Regions from separate parts of the Arachis hypogaea genome. Here region 2 is linked to region 1. A link is a contact called in public Hi-C data. All regions are on one chromosome and are shown on one strand. The core of a region is the stretch at or near the end of the contact, and the rest is flanking DNA. Distances in the headings are between cores, read along the strand shown.

What was found. Hi-C and Micro-C count contacts between places; a contact is called where the count stands out from the background.
Region 2: a contact with region 1 is called in a Hi-C map of leaf, with 4 times the contacts expected there. The contact joins the promoter of LOC112710451 here to the enhancer-like site in region 1. A contact is called at or near these places in 2 of 8 Hi-C or Micro-C datasets (leaf and an unstated tissue).

What each region holds. Positions count from the first base shown.
Region 1 is chr9:13,369,465-13,374,905 of arahy.Tifrunner.gnm2.J5K5, forward strand. LOC112710450 (large ribosomal subunit protein bL17c) reads left to right here. Exons shown (of 2, transcript XM_025762663.3): 2 at 415-1,033. The coding sequence ends at 824. Among protein-coding and RNA genes, the nearest start is that of LOC112710450, 4.2 kb to the left of the region's middle. Within about 2 kb of position 3,412, at least 1 of the 3 cell types and tissues checked has open chromatin away from gene starts, as enhancers often do.
Region 2 is chr9:13,413,019-13,418,459 of arahy.Tifrunner.gnm2.J5K5, forward strand. It overlaps LOC112710451 (phospholipid:diacylglycerol acyltransferase 1), which reads left to right and starts at 3,241. Exons shown (of 6, transcript XM_025762664.3): 1 at 3,241-4,117. The coding sequence starts at 3,630.

The sequences.
Region 1 (5,441 bases), core at 2,162-4,661:
TAACGTTCTACGTTTGCTGCTTATATTAATGGCACGTGGTGTAAAATATTAACAACTCAGCTACTTAATATTTAGTGATGACTCTTTAATATCAAGAAGGTTGGCACTTTGTTTTCTTTTTATTCCTCATTCCCGTTTAGAATTGATTGATAAACTTAATGGAACTGTGAAAGTTGTTACTGATGTGTATTCTGGTTAATATGTTTGAAGAAACTAATCTGATAGGAACCAATCTATAGCAACGTGTTGGTCTTGTTAGATCAAGTAAAGAAATGTGATCACACTGTATGACTGCTGCAGAGATTGCTGTGTGTTGCTTCCTCTTGTACGAATGAGGCTTTGAAATATTGTAGTTGGATTCCACTGACTTCGATATGCATTAAACACTACCTGCTTTTTCTCTTCTTGGTACAGAATTCACTGGCTTTGATCACTGTTTCACCATTATCGACAATGGTGGTCGTGTCTCTGCCATGAGGCATGGAAGGCGAGTGCCCAAACTCAACAGGCCCCCTGATCAGCGCCGAGCACTTATTCGAGGACTTACAACTCAGCTCCTTAAATACGGTCGCATCAAAACCACCAGGGCAAGAGCCAGCGCAATTAGGAAGTATGTCGATAAGATGATCACTTTGGCCAAGGATGGTTCTCTTCATAAAAGGAGGCAAGCCCTCGGCTTCATCTATGAGAAGCAGATTGTTCATGCTTTATTTGCAGAGGTTCCAGAGCGATATGGTGAAAGAAATGGGGGTTATACAAGAATCATAAGAACCCTACCGAGGCGGGGCGATAATGCACCTATGGCATTCATTGAACTTGTGTAGCCTTGATTTGACTGCAATTACTAGAAATGGTAAATTGATTTAGGGTTGATAATCCATCCAATGCTAAGTTGATTCTACAGAAAATTTTCAATGTTTATTTGTATTTGTATTATGTTTTATTCTTTTACTCGTTCTCTAGTTTCATCTATTTCTTTATGTATGGAAAGATATGCTCTTTCTTGACGAGGAAGAAAAATTTTATTCATAAATCAGCCTGAAGGTGTTTATTAAAAAAGGAAAAAAAGAACCGGATTTAATTTTAATACGGCAAAAGGAAATGCTCAAATTATTTGTCTCCTTTTTGGGTTTACTGCCAGCATTTGTTTAAAATAATCGGGTCCCTGCACTTTATTTTTAATTTCTGTAACTTGTTAACCTAATTTTCCCCTAATAAATGTGGCAGTATATGTAAAATCATTAAATTGCCTTAATTTATATATACATAAATCTATCCATATGAATTGAGTAATCCTAATTTTTATCTTTAATTCGAATATCTCATCGGAAATAAAAAAATGATGTTATTTTATTACGTTGGAAGATAATAAGATTATCTAAATCGGATGGTTCAAATCTCTTATTGTTAGATAAGATAACAAAATTATATGCCTTATATATACACGCATTAAATTATAATTAACTTGAACTTCTCTTGTCATCAGCATTAAATTGAAGCACCCTTCTTTCAAGAGTTCTTTATTCACTTTGTGTTCATAGCAATTGATAGCACTCTACATAAATATATACAGCACAAACAATTTTTTTTTGGTAACTAAAACTTTCTCAGGTATTTATGTACGGTGCCTATATAAATTTGTCTTATTTACTAAAAAGAGATAAAAATTAAAAGTAGTGCTAGAAAGTCAATGGTTTAAGTGTACAATGTGTACAATGGGCTATTGAGTTACAAAATGAGCATCACTCATATTATCCAGAATAATCATCCGTTTACTAGGATAATAAACATCTCAGGTCATGAAATCACTCATCCCAAAAGTTTAAACTGATTTTGGAGTTCACCAAGGATCGAACTCTTGACCTACTGATGGGAAAAGGTAACACTAATGATTATATCTCTAATACTCCTTAAACCTCTATTGTACACATTATACAAATATTTCATTGGCTCCTTATACTTTTTCAAAAATTAATATTTAAATTAAAAAATATAAAAGTAAATAATTTTTTAATATTTAAAACTTACCATAAAAGACAAATTCAGTAATTTCGATACCAAAATTATGGGCACCACAGAATTTGCCTTTATATCTGATCAACTATATTATTTGACAAAATTCTTAATACGAAATAAATTATCTTGGCTTAGTTTTAGTTGTTATATATAAAAACATCTGATACTTTATTTTGTAGTACCTAAAGCTCGAATAAATTGGTACAAATAGTTTCACATTAACTATTAACCTAAATAGTTTCTTGTAGAAATCAAGATTGTAATTTCAAATAGTTTTGTTTTGTTTGTTGGTAATTTTCTCAAGGGCAAGAAACAAATATCTTCTTTTCAAAGATATAATAATGGTCTACATTATTATCTTCACATAAATTGATTGATATGTGATCTTAATTGATATGTGCAAAAAGACATGCTCTTTCTTGACGTAGAAGAAAATTTTCATTCATAAATCAGCCTGAAGGTATTTATTAAAAAAATAAAAAATTGGATTTAATTTTAAACGGCAAAAAAGACATATTCTAATTAATTTTTCTTGTGGGGTTTTATTCACTTGCTGCATTTGTTTGAAATAATATCTCTGCACTTCTCTTTTGTTTTTTAAATTTTAGCGTAACTAGTACGTAAAAATTTTTAATATTCTATTAAACCATGAAAACCATTAACATATAGCTTTTAATAGCAGAAGATTAAGAATTGTGTAGAGTTTTCACACATAGAGATTTAGAATTTTTTTAAGATATTTGAGTTAGGACTTTATTTTTTAGACAAAATCTCTATTTCAAGTGGATATCAAAAATTTATTTTAGTTTATTTTGTTCATTTAAAATTATTTTTTGAATTAAATTTAAATAAAATTACAAATAAAATCTCAACTAACCATCCATGAATAAAAAAGTTATCTAATGTTTTAGTTTAAATTGATTAGCAGATTATAAGAATCTCTAATATTTTCAAGATAAATTGAAATTTGAATCAAAGATACTACATTGATTTGATTTCAATTAATATAAATAAGAGTTATTAACAACAAAATATCCATAGTTCAAATTTTTTATTTTTAAGATAAGATCATAGTTCTAAAAATCGAATTGATTAGTTGATTCAATTGAATTAATTGAAAATCGGTCATTAATCCAATTCGGTTAACTCTCTAAATTGTCAGATAAAAAAATCGGTCAAAATATCAGTCGAGCCGGCGTTAACCGGTGAATTGTTAAAATTAGTCGATTTTTTACAAGGTTTTCGGTTTAGACCCCCCCCCCCTCCCCTCCCCTTTTTCCCTCTAAAGTTCAAACGGCGCCGTTTTAAATTCTTAAAAAAAATTAATAAAAGAACCCTAAATCCCCAACGCTCCCAACCCCATTCCTCTCTTCTCTCTGAAACTGAACTGCAAATTTTAAATTGAAGGCACAAAGAACCCTAGCCCCCCAGGCCCCTAGCCACCGCGCCCCGCAGCCCCTAGAGCCACGCAACCACGCTTCATTGTCATCGCCGAACTCGTCTCCGCTAGGTAGGGGCGTCGCGTGCGGAAGCTCCGTCGCCGTCGCAGGAGCTGTGTCGCCGTTATAGGAAGATCTGTCACCATCCTTGGAAGCTGTGTCGCCATCGTAGGAAGCTTCCTCGCCGTCGTGTGGAAGCTCTGTGGCCGTCGTTGTCTCCTGTGTTCGAGCTCTCTCTCTCTGTGTTTGCCGGTGTCGCCGTCTCCTCTGTCATCGCCGTCACTCCCTTTCTTCCTCGCCGCCGGTAAGCACTGTGACTTGGATTTTGATAATACTGTGTTCGCCGGTGTCGCTGCCTCCTCCTCGTCTCCTCTGTGTTTGTTGGTTTTACTGTTAATAATTAAGTTGCTAATCTAGGGTTTGTCATTCTGAGTTACTGATTTTGTGAATTTGTTATTTTATTCTGAGTTGCCAATGTTTATGAAACTTGTGCTTATTTTGTTAAATTTTTTGGAAAGAATTTGTTATTGATCCTCTGACGTTTTGTGTTACTGATTTTGTGAATTTGTTATTTTATTTTGATTTGCCAATATTTATGAAACTGGAGTTGATTATAATGATACTCAGATTCTGAATTGCTCTTCTGTTGATTTTGGAGTCTGATTTCCGGACAGAATTTTTGTCGCTGTTGAATCCTTTTATCTTGGTTGATTGTAACCATTGTGAGTTGCTGTTTTTGTTTTTTGTTTTTTCTGTTGATTATAATGATTTTGAGTTATTTATTAGAATGATTTTGGAATAATTTGTTAATTTTTTGGATTGTCTGAGTTGTTGTTAATTATGATTTGTGATGAAGAGTTTCTTTATTTAGTTGAATTTTTTTTTTTTAATTTATTTATTTTGGTTTTAGAAAGTATGAAAAATTGAAACTGAGAGCATCTCAGTTCTATCGATAAAAGATTATAGGATGACTTTATATATTTAAAAAATTATATAAATTTTTTAATATTTTTATAATATTTAATTAAATCGATTAAATTTTGGTGAAATCTCGATCAAATCAGTAAATTGGTAACTTTACCGTGGTAACTTTACCGATTTATTGATCAGTCCGATTTTCATAACCTTAGATAAGATAAGATAACAAAATTACAATAAAGTCGAGTTTACATTATTATCTTTACCTAATAAATTGATTGAATTACCTAATAAATTGATTGTATATGTTCACAAATTATTCGTTACCTTTTTTTCTCTCACTCTATCTTCTAATTCGGCAAATCGAGACTCGAGAGTTAATCAGTCACAAATTGTTTGTTTCTTATCAGAAATTCAAACTTATCAATTAGACAATAATTAAAGACTGAACAATGAGATCAAGGCATCATTACAATACTAGGAATAAGGATATACTATTGCAAACTTTGGCCACCTTATACCCACAAAAGATAATGAAAAAGTCAAGGACTAAGAATCTACGAATAGCAAGAAGTTATCCATCAGATCGCAAAGGTTTCAAATTTACTACTTTAGAAATTTCTGATCAACAGAAAGAAAACGACTCAAACGATTTACCAGAGTGTCTTGCTGATCTTGTGATTCCAGGAGATATTCCAGATTTTGATTCTTTATTTTTTTTCCGATAAAAATAATAATTTGTTGGTAGATTTTTTCTTGAATATACCAATTTATTAGTTCATGTTACAACAAAGATATGTAAAAATAAAATTTTAAATATAAATCAATTGAAAATTTAATATTTGTATTTGTTCAAATTGAAAATCACAATGAAATTTTTTTTGTTATTTTAATTTTTATTTTAATCACGTTTCAATTCTTCTCCACCAATTATAATTACTCTGACCTTGTAAATTATGTGTCCAAGAATATTTTATTTTTTAAATAGTTTGAAAATTTCAACAATACCAGATAAACAATAAAGTGATGAACTTCATGCAACAATTACTGAGAATTTATTTAACAATG
Region 2 (5,441 bases), core at 1,991-4,490, 43 kb after region 1:
TCGCCGCCTTGTTCTCACGATGGCCCAACCACTCCCGCGCCATCAACAGCTCCACCGTCACCAAAATCCAAGATCCTCAAGATCCATTCTGAAGCTATGGCAGCTGCTAGGTTAACCACTTGCGTCGCGGTGGCTTTTATGTCCTCGCTTTCCGATTGCGCCGCCCACGCCGATTCTTCTTTTCGCTTCCTGTTCTTCTCTTCTTCACCTTCCAATTCGCCTTCGCCGTCCGACCCTACTTCCGATTCTAAGACGGAGCCATCTCCCCCCGATGAACCTAACAAGTCCGGCTTCGACCCGGAATCGTTAGAAAGAGGAGCCAAAGCCCTCCGTGAAATCAATAGTTAAAATTATTTTTGGTGCTGATTTTGTGGGGGATTTTGTTTCTCTGTTCCTTAACTGAAATCAATCTTGAAAACAGTTAAAACTGAGATGGTACCGTTCAAAATCAGTTATCAAGTATCCTCGATGCAGCATTAGGAGGCAATCAGCATATGCTGATGCAGAGGTAATTTTCCCCATCTCCATATAGAGTTGGTGATTTTCACTTTTTGGCTCATTGTGTCTTTGAGAAAGTTCGGATTGTGTGTGATGTGATGTGTTTCTATCGACTGCTTGTAGTTGATACATAATTAGTGGTATATCAAGATAGTTGCGTAGTTAGAATGTTCACAAGCGTTTTCCCCAATAGTTCGGCTAAGGTTGTAGAGCTTATGTAAACGTGAATAGCATATTCATCGTGCTATGTTTTGTAATTGGATACCCAATTGTTTCGGCTTCAAGTGAAATGATTTTGTTAATTTCTATCTTCTATTCTTCATTTAAAGTCTTAATCTTCAAATTTGAGCATTTAATTGATGTTGGTGCGGAGGTGTTGATTTTGTTCAACCGATTGGGTGATATTGTTCAACCATTCAGATGTTGGTTTTAATGGATGAAGAGTTAGCAGGATTGGTGTTAGAGTTAAAGGTAGTAAGCTGTATAGTGGTGAAAGTGGTGGTGGTGGTGGTGAAGAGAGAGAGAGAGGTAGTGATGGAGAAGGAGAAGAAGATGGAGAAGGAGGTGGGAGCAGTGGTGGTGGGTGGTGGGGTAGCGGAAAGGGAGAGAAGAGAAAGACCAAAAGAGAGTGAGAGATACGCCTCGGATGGAGAGGGTTTCTTTTGTTTGTTAATATTAGTTTTAATATTTTTTATTTTTATAAAAGGATAAAATTGTCCAAAAATATTGTTTATGGATAAAATGATGATTTTATAACGTTTTATAACGTATTTTAATAAAAAAAATTGGGGACAAAATTGATTTTGACCCCAAACGTTAAGGATAAAAAAAAATTATTACTATTATTATCTTAAAAAATAATAATAAAATATTTAAAAATATTTATTTACTTTTTGTTATTAAAAAATAATAATAAATACTATAATAATAATAATAATAATAATAATAATAATAATAATAATAATAATTAAACATTATTTATTTTTCATTACAAAATAATAACGATTTATTATTCTTATTAGAGAGTATTATTTTTTTATTATTAAAAAATATTAATAATTTATTATTAGTATCTTACACAGTATTTTATTATTATATTACTCATGCTAACAATTTTTTTCATCAAACTTAAACATCATAATACTGGCTAATAATAATAATAATAATAATAATAATAATAATAATAATAATAATAATAGTATTATTAATAGTAATAACGAAAATACTAATTACATTGTTTGTTAAAAGATAAATAAATAAAATCTAAATAAATATATTTATTTATCATAAAATTAAAAAAGAAAACTTATTTATTAAGGATAATCCTGGTACTCAATAATGTGATCTTTAGGTCTAATAAAATTACGAACCATTTTTTATTTAACAACTAAATAAAACTAAGCTTTTCACTCTTCTTCCTCCTACAACCTTTCTCACAAAACAACATTTTTCACTCTTGAGTAACTCCCTCATATAACACTCAATATTCTTCAGTAACTCTCTCTCGGTGTTTTGCATTTTAAACACCCCACAACACTCTTATCCAACAGGTGGCGTGCATGCAAGAGAAAAAATTGCCAAACGCAACCTGCGTTTTGGCTTGGCCAACTGCCAAACACAGCTTCCGTTTTTCGACTTTCAACACGGTCAACAAAGCAGGTCCGGTCTGCATGCAGGAGACGGAGACACGTTTCGAGCTCTCAATCTGCTTCCTTGCCAATCGAAAACCACTTTTCACAGGTTGTTATAGGTTGTTGCAGCTTTCTGATTTTAGTTTTATGCAAAACGTATGCAGGTGTCTCAACTTTTTCATTTCTGGTATGACAAAACATAACCTGTTTTGCAGGTTACTAACTTCAACACATCCACGACAGTAAAATACACGCCAAAATACAATATAGTTGCATATCTCCATTGTTACCTCCATTCTTAAATTAATTTCTGTGAAGTACATTAAATTATAAATATAATAAAATTTAAAATAAAAAACAGATAACAGACATAAAAATTAATAATTTATGTAAAAATTTGTTAATATTTTTAGTTTAAAATATTTATAACTTTTGAAAGAATTTATAATTTTTTAGAAGAAATGAAACAGTAAGAAGAAAATTTATGTATAATTTATTAATTCATAATATAATTATTTAATAAAATAATATAATTAATAGTCAATAAACTATAACTCAAATAATATAATTTTTTTATTTTTATCTATAAGTTTTGAGTTTGAATTTCACTCTTAATTTTAAAAAAATATAATTAATAAATGTTACAGTAAAAATCTTTATGTTTATTGCTCTTGTTAAACCATAAATCTCTAATCTCTTGTTAAATATTTAAATAGCTCCATATATATATATTTTGTATATAAAAATATTATATGTATATTAAGATTAATTATTTATTTAAAAATATAATATTTAATTTATTTTAAATATATATTTTATAAAAAAATTGAATTAGATTATCATGAAACAAACCAATAAAATCTTGCCAGGTTGTCAAATCTGGATTTTAGAAATAGATTCAGTGTTGTCAGTTGGCGCAGCCAATGACCACTCCTTCCCAGCTTCACGATAATAATAGATTTTTCTATTCTGCTCTCTTAAAAAAAACATAAAAAAATCAATTATATTATATACATATTTAAATTAATTATTAATATAAAATATATATTAAAAATAAAATAAATAATATATATTTATATATAAATACATAATAATTAATTTTAATGGCAGATTTGAAAAACAATAAATAAAAGAATAAAACACAAATAATTTGTGACCACTTTCCCTTCACTAATTCAGTGATGCTCTAACCACCAAACACGCTACTTCAATCTCTGCTTCAATCCCCCGCTCAAGTTCTCTGAAAAATAATTAAACCGTTTCTCCTTACAGAGTTGACCAAGCTTCCCAAACGGTTTCTTCATATTTCTTTTATTATTATTTAAACTAATTTCTGCTGAAAATTCAACTGCAGAGAAGAAAAACGCAATCTCATCCGTTTCTAATTTTCTATACTCTGAAAAGGGAAATTGAAACAAAAGAAAAAAAGGAAAATAAGAAAATAACTGATAAATTTTCTCGAGAAAGCTCTGGGCTAGAAACGAGTTTGGTAGTAAGAAAATGTCTTCAGTTCGACGGAGAAGAGGATCGGAAGCTCAGAGCAAAGAGATTCAAGCCGAAGAGAACAACAAAGAAGAAGAAGAAGAAGAAAAAGAACACGGAGAAGATGACAATGATAAGAACAAGAAGAAGAAGAAGATGAAAGATGAGAAGAGCAAGGAGAAACAAGAGAAGAAGAGGAAGTGGTCCTGCATCGATAGCTGTTGCTGGTTCGTAGGGTGCATTTGCACGGTGTGGTGGTTGATGCTGTTCTTGTACAAGCTGATGCCGGCTTCGCTGCCGCAGTATGTGACGGAAGCGATCACGGGGCCGTTGCCGGACCCGCCGGGGGTGAAGCTGAAGAAGGAGGGGCTCACGGCAAAGCATCCGGTGGTGTTCGTGCCCGGTATCGTCACCGGTGGGCTTGAGCTCTGGGAGGGACATCAGTGTGCTGAAGGACTCTTCAGGAAACGCTTGTGGGGTGGCACCTTTGGAGAAGTCTACAAGAGGTAATTTTTGTTTTCAGGCGCACTTTTATTTTGTGTTTTATATTTCAATACCTAACTTTTTGTTTATAAATAGCATAGTTATCTGGAATTTGGGTTGAAAAAGTATTGGTTTTTGGCTCTCTTTTTTTAACGATCTGTGAGTGAACTATAAAAATAGCATCCGTGACAAAATAAGGTAGTTTCATTCTGTTGGTAATTACTTTCTCACACAGTTGACACCAGCTGACATTGCTGAGAAGTTTTTGTTGTTTTGCTAGTAATAAAATCTTTGGAGTGCTGTTTTCACAAGTGTTATTTATTTATTGGTTTCTTATGGTATCCTCCGGTCTGACAAGCCAACGGATTGCTACATATACAAGATGAGATTCGAACCTTAGACACTTGTTTAAGTGGATGAGTGAGCTAACTAAATGTTATTTAGGCATGCTCTTTTCAAGGGCACAGGTTGACATGACCATGTTTTTCGGAACAGATTAAGCTGACTTAAGAGTTGTTTTATGTCTAATAGTCATACTTATATAGGTATCTAATGGAGAACTTTATGTATAAATGAGTGAGCAATTTAGGTACATGACTGATGAGTCCAGTGAACAAATTTTTATCCATTATTATTGACTACTACATCCATTCTTAATTGGAGAGAGAATGGAAAGACAGTGCAAGAGGATTTCAATCCTTGTTTGTGGTTGTGGATGTGACTTTTTTTTGTTTGGGTAGGTGGTTAATGATATATATAACACGGTTTGGTTGTGGAAAGTAATTGATGAGAGGTCCTTTTATGAGGGACGGGTCATTCTTACAACAGATGCTGGGAGGGTTGGTCAGAATCAAGAAAACAAGACAATGTTAATAGTACTTCTTTGTTTTCTGTTTCCATTAATGATGAGGATGTTGATTGAAAGTAACACTGAAATAATCGGAGACATCTAAGCATTGATGATATTTGGATTGTAAGATATTCAATGAACATGTGACTTCAATGCAGATTTTTGGATTTTGTCACTTTATTTCTGTTGGTGAAATCAGTCAATGAACAAAGGAATTAAAAGGGAATTTTCCGTTTATGGTCTTATTGACTGATTAGGAAATTGCCTTAAGATGATTAAACTTTTCCCTTTGAAGGTGGTGGTTGTTGGTTTTTCTTTTTTATATTAAATTATATTTATTTTAATTAACTTTTCATCCAAATATAAGTGTGTTTTCAAGATTGTGTCCTGTTAAATAATGTACCATCAGGTCACTGTTTTTCCTTTAAACTTCTTAGTTCAAACTCTTGCAAGGAATTCAGATATTTTCAGGTGCCTTTCCTTGTACCTCAAACTTT